Regions from separate parts of the Mus musculus genome. Here regions 1 and 3 are each linked to region 2. Evidence: chromatin contacts called from public Micro-C data. All regions are on one chromosome and are shown on one strand. Each heading gives the region's core, a stretch centred on a gene start, on an enhancer-like site or on the middle of the called end of the contact. The rest is flanking DNA. Distances are from core to core; before and after follow the strand shown.

The links. A called contact is a pair of places that touch in the nucleus more often than the background predicts.
Region 1: a contact with region 2 is called in a Micro-C map of embryonic stem cells, with 2.0 times the contacts expected there. The contact joins the promoter of Phyhip here to the enhancer-like site in region 2. A contact is called at or near these places in 1 of 39 promoter capture datasets (the C10 cell line), 1 of 484 Hi-C or Micro-C datasets (embryonic stem cells) and 2 of 9 other capture datasets (adipose tissue and liver).
Region 3: a contact with region 2 is called in a Micro-C map of embryonic stem cells, with 2.1 times the contacts expected there. The contact joins the promoter of Slc39a14 here to the enhancer-like site in region 2. A contact is called at or near these places in 1 of 39 promoter capture datasets (cranial neural crest) and 2 of 484 Hi-C or Micro-C datasets (CD4 T cells and embryonic stem cells).

What each region holds. Positions count from the first base shown.
Region 1 is chr14:70,455,562-70,459,134 of GRCm38.p6, forward strand. It overlaps Phyhip (phytanoyl-CoA hydroxylase interacting protein), which reads left to right and starts at 1,956. Exons shown (of 5, transcript NM_145981.3): 1 at 1,956-2,242.
Region 2 is chr14:69,987,747-69,990,985 of GRCm38.p6, forward strand. The region is part of intron 4 of Pebp4 (phosphatidylethanolamine binding protein 4); the gene reads left to right. All of the region lies in intron 1 of Gm41198 (a long non-coding RNA gene), which reads right to left. Among named protein-coding and RNA genes, the nearest start is that of Gm41198, 6.0 kb to the right of the region's middle. Within about 2 kb of position 1,830, at least 10 of the 459 cell types and tissues checked have an H3K27ac peak or open chromatin away from gene starts, as enhancers often do. A contact at or near this core is called in embryonic stem cells, where this site is marked.
Region 3 is chr14:70,349,951-70,353,345 of GRCm38.p6, forward strand. It overlaps Slc39a14 (solute carrier family 39 (zinc transporter), member 14), which reads right to left and starts at 1,474. Exons shown (of 10, transcript NM_144808.4): 1 at 1,330-1,474.

The sequences.
Region 1 (3,573 bases), core at 706-3,205, 470 kb after region 2:
TCCTGGAGAGAGAGAGAACACACACATTTTCTTACCCTAGATAGGGAGCCCATGATAGACCAAGGTACAGAAACCTCCAAAGCCCAACTTGGTAAAGCAATGGGTTTTATTGGGGTTACTTACAGGATTATGGGTGAGGGCTTACTTAATGGAGCAGAAAAGACTCAAAGACTGCTGCATCTCCAAAGCCCACCCCAACAGAAAGCCCACCCCCAACATGGGTGACAGCTCTCAAAGCCAGGAACCTGGAGCACACTGCACAGCCTGCAGGCTGCCCAGCAGGTTAGAGGGTATCTTTTCCACGTTTCTCAGATGGTCTAAACCTCTTCCCAGCTGTCCAGCTAGTTTCTATTTTTTGTTTTTCCCAGGGAACTGATTTGGTTTCAGAGTCTTCTTGGTTTGTCAGAGAGTCTTCTTTGCAGCTCAGCCTTGCTCCTCTGAGAGGGAGTCTCAGGCTATTATTGCTTACTCTGGTAGAGAGAGTGATTCTGGTCAAGGGGGCGCAGTGATTCTGGTCAGTTTCAGGGACTTCCTGAATCTATTTTGAGTTGGTTACCTTCCTGCTTAAGGAGCTTCCCTGCAGGATGGAATGTTTCAATCCTGGAGGAAACTGTTATACAACAGCACCACATGGGTACAGTGTCAGCAGGGACCAGAAAGGGACAATGGGATGCCCTTGAGCTGGAGTTAAAGATGGTTCTGAGCTGGGACTAGAACTTGAGTTCTTTGCAAGTGTTCTTCTGAGCCATCTCCCCAGCCCCTAAAACATATTTGTGGTCCTTGGTTGTATCAGTAGGTACAGAGGGGTCAACCAGAGGCTCCTTATTTTCTTCCGTGTATCCTCCAAATGTCTCTCCTACTCCTTAGAAGTCTGCAGACTCTTTGCAGGGGCAGAGACTGTCACCATGAGAAAGATAGCAACTCTTACTACTTGCCTGACATTTCTCAGGTGCCAAGCCCAGAGCTAAGTGATTTACATAATGATCTCATTCCACGATAACAATAAACTTGTATTATCAGCCCACTTCACAAATGAGACAGTCGCTGACCGAGGTCACCTAGCTGGAAAACTATAGAGATGAAATTGTTCCTATCTCCATCAGATTACAAAAACTGTCCTTTTTATCATTGTATTGTCTCTTGGTCACTGTTGCTTCCATCAAATTCCCTTGAGTTTTTTTTTTTTTTGGGGGGGGGGGGGAGGGGACTCCAACCGCCCTCAGTTCTAGGTTGTAGACAAGCCTCCGGCTGATGGTCCTTTCTGACTGCAATCTCAGGGCTTTGCTGGCCTGAGCCTGGAGGGTGGTTGGGATGAGAACACTCAAAGCTCTGTGTATCCTTCCACCCTCCACATTCTTGCCTCTGTGCATCCCTCCCTATTTTACAACGCCTCTCTCCCACTCCTTTACTTAGGGACTCTTAAGCTGCTAGAAGATTCTCCTTGGACACTCCAGAGTCTCTAAAGCTGCTGGGCTGGTTTCTCTTGATAAGAGTTGGTAAGAAAATTGTGCGGTGCATCAGTGAAGGTCTCCCAGGAGACACCTAGACTGAGGATAAGGTCCCACCAACCCCAGCTCTGACACTTCTTTTGAGACCCTTCCCTTACCCAGCCTCCTGAGCCCGTGGGTTAAGCTCCACCCCTCTCTGAGCACCTTAAAGTTTGGGGGCTGAATTCCAAGTAGGAGGTGTGTTGAACGGACTTCAGGAGGCATCTTGCCCTGGAAGAATGGGGGAAAGGTGGCAGAAGCTACAGCTGCTGCCTCCAAGGACATCTGTATAGCTCCCAGGGGACCCTCTGCCCTTTCCCCCTCCCACAAGCCTGGGCGAGCAGGGACCAAGCTTGCTTGTTATCACCTGACGCTGAGCAGCCACTGATCCCATTGGTGGAGCCAGATTCGGTCTGGCTCTCCTGTTCCTTCTCGATTTCTCTGCCTCTCTCTCCTCCACGCTGCTTTGATTTCGCTCTTGCCTCTCTTCTTGCGCGCTTACTCGCTGGGTTCCCAGCAACGCCGCCGTTTTCTTGCCGGGAGCAGTAGCTATAGCTGCAGAGCCAGACAGGCGCTGCCTGTGGGGCATGGAAGCCGACTTCCCAGTAGCCCAGAGAGGAGCGAGCGAGCCCCGCTGCCTGTGACCCCAGGCGTCAGGCTGCTGTCCCCTGCCTGGAGAGATCATCATCTATCTACACAGAGTCTCTCCCTTCCTTCTCTTCCAAGTATCCCTCTGCAGGGCCGGCTGAAGCCAGGTAAGTGCGCTTCTCCCCCCCAAACCATCCTGCCTATTCTGGGAGGTTAAGAGCTGCGGCCACCAGGGTCTCGCCACTGTCCTGGCTGTCCACCTGGGTTGCCAGGCCTGGCGACCTTGTCCCCTTTCCCCTAAGTCCTTGGCAAAGAGCTTAACAGCTGGATCTGGTCTCCGGGGCGACACAGTTAGTTACCCCGTGACCATTCTGCGCAGTCGGCAAAGCCAAAAGGTTCAGCCGGGTGGGGGAGCCTTCCCTCTGGCATGCCAGTAGCTTTTTGAAATGGGCTTGGGGAAGGGGGCCCGGTGTGTACAACGTGTCTGCATGGTTGGGAGGAGGCTGGAGGCTAGCTTGCGTAGATAGGTCTGTCTCTACGCAGTTAGATTCCTTTAGGGTTTCTGACCGGCTTGTAGCATGTTTCAGAACATTTTTCCGCGTGAGGTACATGTGTGCGGGGGCAGCATTTATCCGAGTAGCCTGTGGGTATATGTGGCAGGGGCCCCAAGAGCCAGTATTTTTAGGGGGTGGACATGTCACTTGTCATGTGGGTGGGAGTACATGTTGAGGGAGTACTGTAGCAACCAGGCTGTTTCTATGTGGGGAGGGGCAACTTTGAAGCAGTAGGAGGTGGGTAGGTGGGAAGTGTGGCACAGACCTCTGGCTGTGGGTAGACTTGAGTAGGTGTGCAAACCTGTTGGCCTGTGAAGAATCAGGCTGACCCAGTGTGGCCAAGGAGCAAACATGTTTTCAAAGTCTGTGTCTTGGAACCTACAAAAGGCAATGCCAGAATCCAGGCAAGGATTGACGGGCGCTCAGATATACATGTGTGCACAGGCAGCCATGTGGGTTGCCTGTCCTCTTGTGGGAAGTGGCATGCATATGTGTTGGTGCCCGTGGCTTCCTCGTTTCCTCAAATATGGCTTGTGACAATGAGGGACACATGCATGTGGGTATGTATAGATGTGAGCACGGGCAGGTTGGCATGAAGGCGACAGCTCTCGAAGGGGAAATACTGGGGCATTCTTAGAATGTGCAAGGTGGAGGGGGGGCACATCTATGCGTAGGTGAGTGTGGAGGAATGAGGATGTCTACGAAGGCATATGCTGAGGTATGTGGGCACCCCTTGCGCATGTGTATGTGTGCATGCCTGCCTGCGTGGGGGTATGTACATGCTTGCTTAGGGTGGATTCACATGGCAATGTGGGTGTTCCTAGGGTGCTGCCTCAACCTGTCCCTCACCGGCTGCCCTTCCCTAGGCATCTGGGTGTAGAGAAGCTGGGTTGACACCCACCCTTCGTCCATGCTGGCTGGCTGCCCTTGTAGTGCCAGCTGCC
Region 2 (3,239 bases), core at 580-3,079:
GGAGCTACGGTAGTAGTCCAGGCGACTGAGAAGGGAAAGCCGCAAGTCACTAGGCTAACAAGAGCCAAAGCCATCTCCACTTGCAACCTTGTCTCGAAGCTAAGCTCAGCAGAGATGGTGTGTTGGATCCTTGAGTTGGGAAGTTTAGCCAGCTGGGGACAGGCGAGGAAACCCATTTTAAGGAAGGAGAATCACTTCAAACAAGTGCCTGGCAAACTAAAGGCATGATCTTTGGGAAACCTGAGATGCCAAGCCCAAGAGCACCCAGATACTGGTTTCTCCTTGGGGTGTCAGATCAGCTCCAGAGAACCCAATATTTCTAGAGAAGCCGCCCCAAAACTGTGCTATGGTCTCAGGAGCCAGCCTTCCACCTTCTGACCTGCACAGTCCATTGGTAGGGATGAAGGAAGCACAGTCACATTTCAGGAAGCTGACACACAGGGTCCTCCATAAATATCAGCACAGGCTTGGGGGGGGGCAATGTATTGGCATAAACTGGAAGTTGAGAGACTGTACTTGGCATGGCATCTGCCTTCATTCTAACGAGCTGCCCTGAAGATCCAGGCAAGCCTAACACAGTTTGCAGAATGAAAGGTTGGAGTCCCCTGGACTCAGGGTGGCTTCCGACTTTTGAAGTCCCACCGTTTTTCAGCTTCTCCACGCTTTTGACTTGCCAACCGCCTATTCCCCACCCCAGAGATTTTCAGAATCCACGTGACACACTCAGTGTGGGACTCTGTCTCTCTGTTTCTTTCTTTTTTTTTTTTTTTTTTTTTTGGTTACATTATTCCAGATAATACTCCTCTTGCTTGCCAAGAGAAGAAGGGAAAAAAATGACATTAATTAAAGATTTGGTCTGTGTCCTAATCAAAAATTTTGAAAATGAATGTATCATACTGTACGTTCTGTAATGTAGCCGGCTTTTTTACTTAGCAATATATCATTAACATTTTCCTATGTCAACACATAATCTTCCGAACCATGATTTTTTTACTGCAGAAGTAGTTTACCATATGGGTGTACTATAATTTCCTCAGCCAATCCCTTACTGTTGGACATTAGGCTGTGTCTCTTTTTTCCCTCAAATATATATAATTATCACCAAGGCTACAACGAACACGTGAGCCAATAAGCTAACTCTTCATTCACCTCTGTGATAACTTTCCTGGGATGAGCCTCCGCGTTCAGAATCTCCGTGGGTTCAAAGGCTTGATGGTACACGCCACCAAAATACTCTCTAGTATTTAGAATTTCTACCTATTTAGAATTCTGCCAACAGTATTTGGGGGCTGAAGGGAAATAAAGCAAGACAATGGGTCTAACCCCCCACCCCCACCCACACACACATTCTACACATGGGTAAACTGAGACCAGGTGGAGATAGGGTCAAGTAATTGTCCTGGTCGCTCCTCACAAGCATGTGAGATGTAACATGGCTAAGAAGCTGCAGAACCTGTTTGTGCTCCCCAACTGCCCAGCCTGCCCACCTCAGATGCAACTCGGGATTCTGGAATCTTCCTCTTCCTTTCATACCCTGCTAACTCTGAGACCTACTGGCCTGCAAAGGTCTCTTTCACCACTCTTCACACGCACGCGCACACACACACACACACACACACACACACACACACACACCAGTAATAAGAATCCCTCTCAGTGGGTTCTTATCCCAGGGACATCTCCAGGATCTTGAGGAGATGCTTCCGGTTGAAAAGCCGTGTCCATGCCAGGGCTTTCCTCCTTCCTCCCCTGGCCTCCTTCATTATCCTTCCCGGGTACCTCCCACTGCCATCTCTTGGTTTTCCCAGCATGCCCTCCCCACAGTGCATCCCATTGGAAGTGGCTCCACCCCCAAAGGCTTCAGCCACACCCCCTTACTTCGCTCCAGGGTTTCCTGGCTAGGCCTGTGACCTATTTCTCCCTGAACGCCCTTCAAGGGCATCCACGGTGTGTGAGGTAGAATATTAGTTGGGTTTTGCCTGACTCAGGCCACACCTCCCCCACTCACCTGCCTAGAGCATCCCTTAAGGTTGAATATAAACATCTCATCTTCTATGGCGGTCCTGGGATCTGTTCCCTGTAGGGAGTCAGGCACCTCACAGAGTGTCCACAGGCCCCCAGCCTAAACACCCTCAGAGCTCTTGACTTCCCACCCAGGCTCAAGCACTTGGAGAACTTAACCCCTGCGTGTTCATGAGGACCGTGGAGCCAATGCTATCCTGACCTACTAAATCCTCTTCTCTCTGCCATCGCCAACCAACTCGAATCTAGATCAAGAATTGTTTCTGACTTCAATGAGAGGGTACGCAGAAACCAAGCTTCTCTGTCAGAGAGCCCGCTGCCCTCACCTGCTTCCTCTGCTTCAATCAATTCCCCAGGCGTGAACAATAGCATCCATTAGCAAAGGCCATTTGGAAATTTAAGACCCGCTCTAATTCTTGTCTTCTGCCCACCTCTCCAGTGTAAACTACTTGCCAGCCTGACTTCCATGTCTAGGGCAGGCCTTCAGCTCTCAGCTCTTCTATCTTTTACCATTCCCCTGAAGTACCATCCCTTTACCCCAAATGTGAATCTCATCAGCCTCCAAGAGAGGCAGCTTGGGGGTGTTCTCAGAGGGGACCCCTAGTGAAGATTTCGCTCCCAAACATCAGGATCCAATCCAAGAGGACTCCTTTTTCCCTTTGTACACCCCAACTTCTCTCCAGGGGAAACATGCACAGGATACAACAATGTCTTGGGGCGGGGTCCGGGGTGGGGGTGGGGCTCCCATCCTGGTAGCGCTAATCCAGAACCCTACGGAAAGGAAGGCTTAGCGCTTCTCTTGCTTCTTTGCTTCTCAAAGAAAGACTAATGATGGGGGAGGGGGCAGGGCAGGTTTCATTTCTACTCTGTACTGTACATGTCCTAAACGCCTATCCTTTAGAGTCATTTCCTTCTCACATCACACTACAAGACCAGCATAAGCTCCATTTGAACACAGGGAAAGGGTGGTTCGGAGAAGTCACTTCCTTTAGCCAGAGTCCTGTAGCTGGTAAGAACTGGGGCGGAGATTTAAACCCAGCTTCTCTTGACTCCAGTGCCTGCCCTCTTTCGGGTACAACCCTTGCTACCAGACTCCATTTCCAGGCACCCAGAAACCCCAACGGAGAACTCTCCGTTCTCTACTCTCCATCGTCTTCTCCTCTGTTAGCACTCACTGATAGATAACATCCTCTATGCCAAACTCCCAGGACACTGCC
Region 3 (3,395 bases), core at 224-2,723, 360 kb after region 2:
AAGAACCCATATCCTGGGTCAGTTCAGTGTCTCTAGTCACAATGATAAAACAGTCACACAAAGAGGACCCATACACGGCCTCCTGACTTTGAACCACTAGCAAAGAGCTCAACTAAGTCACCAATAGAAAGGGGACTAGATGGCTTTTAATTCTAGTTGTCAGAAGTTGTGATTCTGGACATGTTTCTGGCTGTTTGGCCAAGGAGGCACGTTGGAACCCCTCAGTGTTGAAGATTTGTTTTAATAGGTAAGGAGTACGGAATTGTACATCTTTTGGATAGACAATTCAGGCTGGTCTCAGTACTAACCTGAACCAGAATAGTGACCAGATAGTCACTCCGGAGCCAGTTTCTATCGTCCCCTAAAATCAGCACCTCCAGCAAATATATCTATCCCAATGACCAGGGGCTAAAAAGAGCTAATGCTACAATTCCAAAGCCAGGTTACTTCACGAAGAGGGGCCTGCCAAAGTGCTCCTGCCTCTATCCTTCCATTTAGGCCACAGGAAAGCACTCCACCCCTCACCAAACCAAACTGAGAGTTCTCTTGAACGCACAAGCCATGTAACTATTTAGACTACAGATCAGCTTAGAATCTAGGCCCCGGGGTGACAGAAGATTCTTAAAGCTGAACCCACAACCCAGAGAGGCAATTTTCCGGCTTAGAATCTACCTCAGGATCACAAGGTGAGTCTGATGGCTACTTTAGCTATAGCTTTAAAACTCTAAGAGGGAGCAGCCGGTAACCAGACCACCTAATTTGGTCAGTCCCAACCTAAGTGAGCCCAAGAGGCATCGCTGCCGTTAGTCAGGGGAGAATTCAGCGCGGTGCCACCCTTGCGGTTATCCACTCCTGCCCAAGCCAACCAGAAGAATCGGGCATCACTCTCCAGCCGGAGGGTGGTCTGGCGTGGGGCAGGGAGAAGGACACATAGGTTCCTGGGATGCAAGATCCAGACACCAGAGCCCCCGAGCAGCCGCCACCGCAGAGCATCTGATCTACCCATCTACTCCGCTTCCTCTGCGCTCTGTGTCCTGGGGCTCTAGAAAGCTCATCTCAGCCTTTCTGAGCAGCTATCGACCTCCCCGGCGTCCTTCTCTGGTTCACACATCCCGGGCCCTGCAGCTGAAGGGACAGCGCAGTGACCTCCTTCTCCTCGCCACCGTGGCACGGCAATCAGGTGCTACCAGGACTGGGCTCAGGGAGTGCGCGGCCTCCCGAAAAGACTCTGGGTCCTCGGCGTGCCGGTGTCTCCAACCCCCACCCGGTGTCCCCCCTAACCCGGAGGCGCCCGACTTCCCATCCTGCCTGCGCCCGGTCCGTCCTCACCTGAAGTCCTCCAGCCGGCAGTCGGGCCCACGCAGCCTCACTATCCAGGGCCCCCCCCCCAAGGCAGCGGGCGACACAGCTACTGAGTGGGTGCGTCCCCGCCAACAGCCACGCGCCCCCTCTCTACGTCCGGCCCCCGCCGCATGCGCATGCCCGGCCATATACCCTGCGCGTCACCGCTGGGCCCGCCCCCGCCTGCTGCCCCGCCCCGCTCCCCCGGGCCTGCCACGTGGGACCGCCAGCTAACAGCGTCGTTACCCTGGCCAACCTGGTCCTCCAGCGTTGTGCATCCCCGGCTCGCATCCTAGCTCTCTCTAGCTTCATCCACCCTTCCTTGATGAATTCCATCCTTGACTCACGGAGGCCCTGCAGGCTCCGCTATTCTCTGGAAACCTCCCATCTGTCCTTCCTAGCCCCTTTTGTGGGAAACTCACAGCGTGACCTTCCATCCTGTCGCTCCTGAGGGAGAGTGCCCCTCTCTTGGTAGACATTTGTGGTTTTAACACTGTTGATGAATCTAAGAGACTTTTCTGTTTTCTCCAATTCTAAAATATTCTGTAAGCAGGATGGAGCGCTTCATAAACTGCTTTTTTTTTTTTTTTTTTTGCCTACCCCAGCCAACCAAAAGAATTAAAATAACTTGTAACGATCCAAATAAAAGATCATATTCATTTTTTTTCAGAGTTTCGCACCTCTTTCTCACAGTTAATCAGATTCCTAAGGAGCGAGGTCAAGCCTTAGGTTTTGTTTGTCCTGGGAGGGAGTCTCTTCCGCTGTAGGAAGGGCCTATTGTGTTGGATACTGAGCCTTGTATATGCAAATTTCTTGAGAAAAATAAACCACCCACTAAACTCTTATTGTTCTATTCAGCTGGATATTAGGATTATTTCCTCTATCGCTTAACCAACTGTCACCTGGGGCAGGGAGGGCCCCATGGAAGAACCTCAAGTGGCACTGGAACCAGTGAATGGCGGGGGTTTCTGTTCTAGCACAGGGAGTGTGTCCAGCTGGCTGTGGTATCTCTAGATTTGTTCAATAGAGAGATGGCATCTAAGTGCTGGGGAAAGTTCCCTCAAAAAGGAAGTGATAGGAGTAGAACTCCATGTCCCTAGAACAGGTGGCAGGAAGAACTCAGCTCAATGGCAGCTTGCTCTTGCGGGCTGGCTAGAGCACCAGAGTGTGGGGCTGGGGGTTGGTGAGGTAATAGCCAATCCTGGTGGTGCACACCTATAATCTCAGCTACTCTAGAGCCAGAAGGATCTCAAGTTCAAGGCCAGCTGGGGCAATTTAGTGAGCTCCTTTCTCAAAAGGTAAAAGGGGGATTTTTGGTTCAGTGTATGCTTAGACCGCACCAAAGCCATGAGTTCGAGGCCAGCAACCGGTTCTGGTAATGCTCACCTGTAATTCAGCACTGGAGAAGTGGGGACAAGTATCACAAGTTCAAAGTCAGCCTTGGGCCCCTTAATGAATTTGAGACCATGCCTGAACTACCTGAGACCCTTTCTGTAAATTAATAGTGAATGCTTTGCCTAGTGTATGCAAGGTCTTAAGTTTAAAAGATATAAAACTACTGAGGCCACTCAGACTCTTCTGGCCACTCTGTTTTTCTGAAATTCAATTATCTTTACTCTGTAATTACAGTACTCCAATGAGTAAGAGGGAGACCCTGTGATGGTCCTCTCATTTACTTTCTGAGTAATTTTGAGGTAATGATAGCTCTTGCAGAATTGCCTCCCGGGCCCCTGCAACTCTATAATAATGCTGAATATTTGCCTTGGTTAAAGTTACAGTGTTTTTCAGACATTATGTCACCCACTTAAGACTCCAAAGCGGAATGGACTGTCAGGAAAGGTCGGTTCCCCATCAGGCCCCCCCTAGAAGGAATAAGCAGAATAAGAAGCCCACCTAGAGACAAGGATCTGCCATCCCAAAGCTCTGAATAGGACGGGGAGCTTAAACCCTCATCCCCCGGATTCCAGACAGGATGTCAGGGCTACTAAAGCTTGCATTAAGCAGTTGTTGAGGACGGCTCAGGGGGCAGAGTGGGGAGCTGGGCATGATGGCCC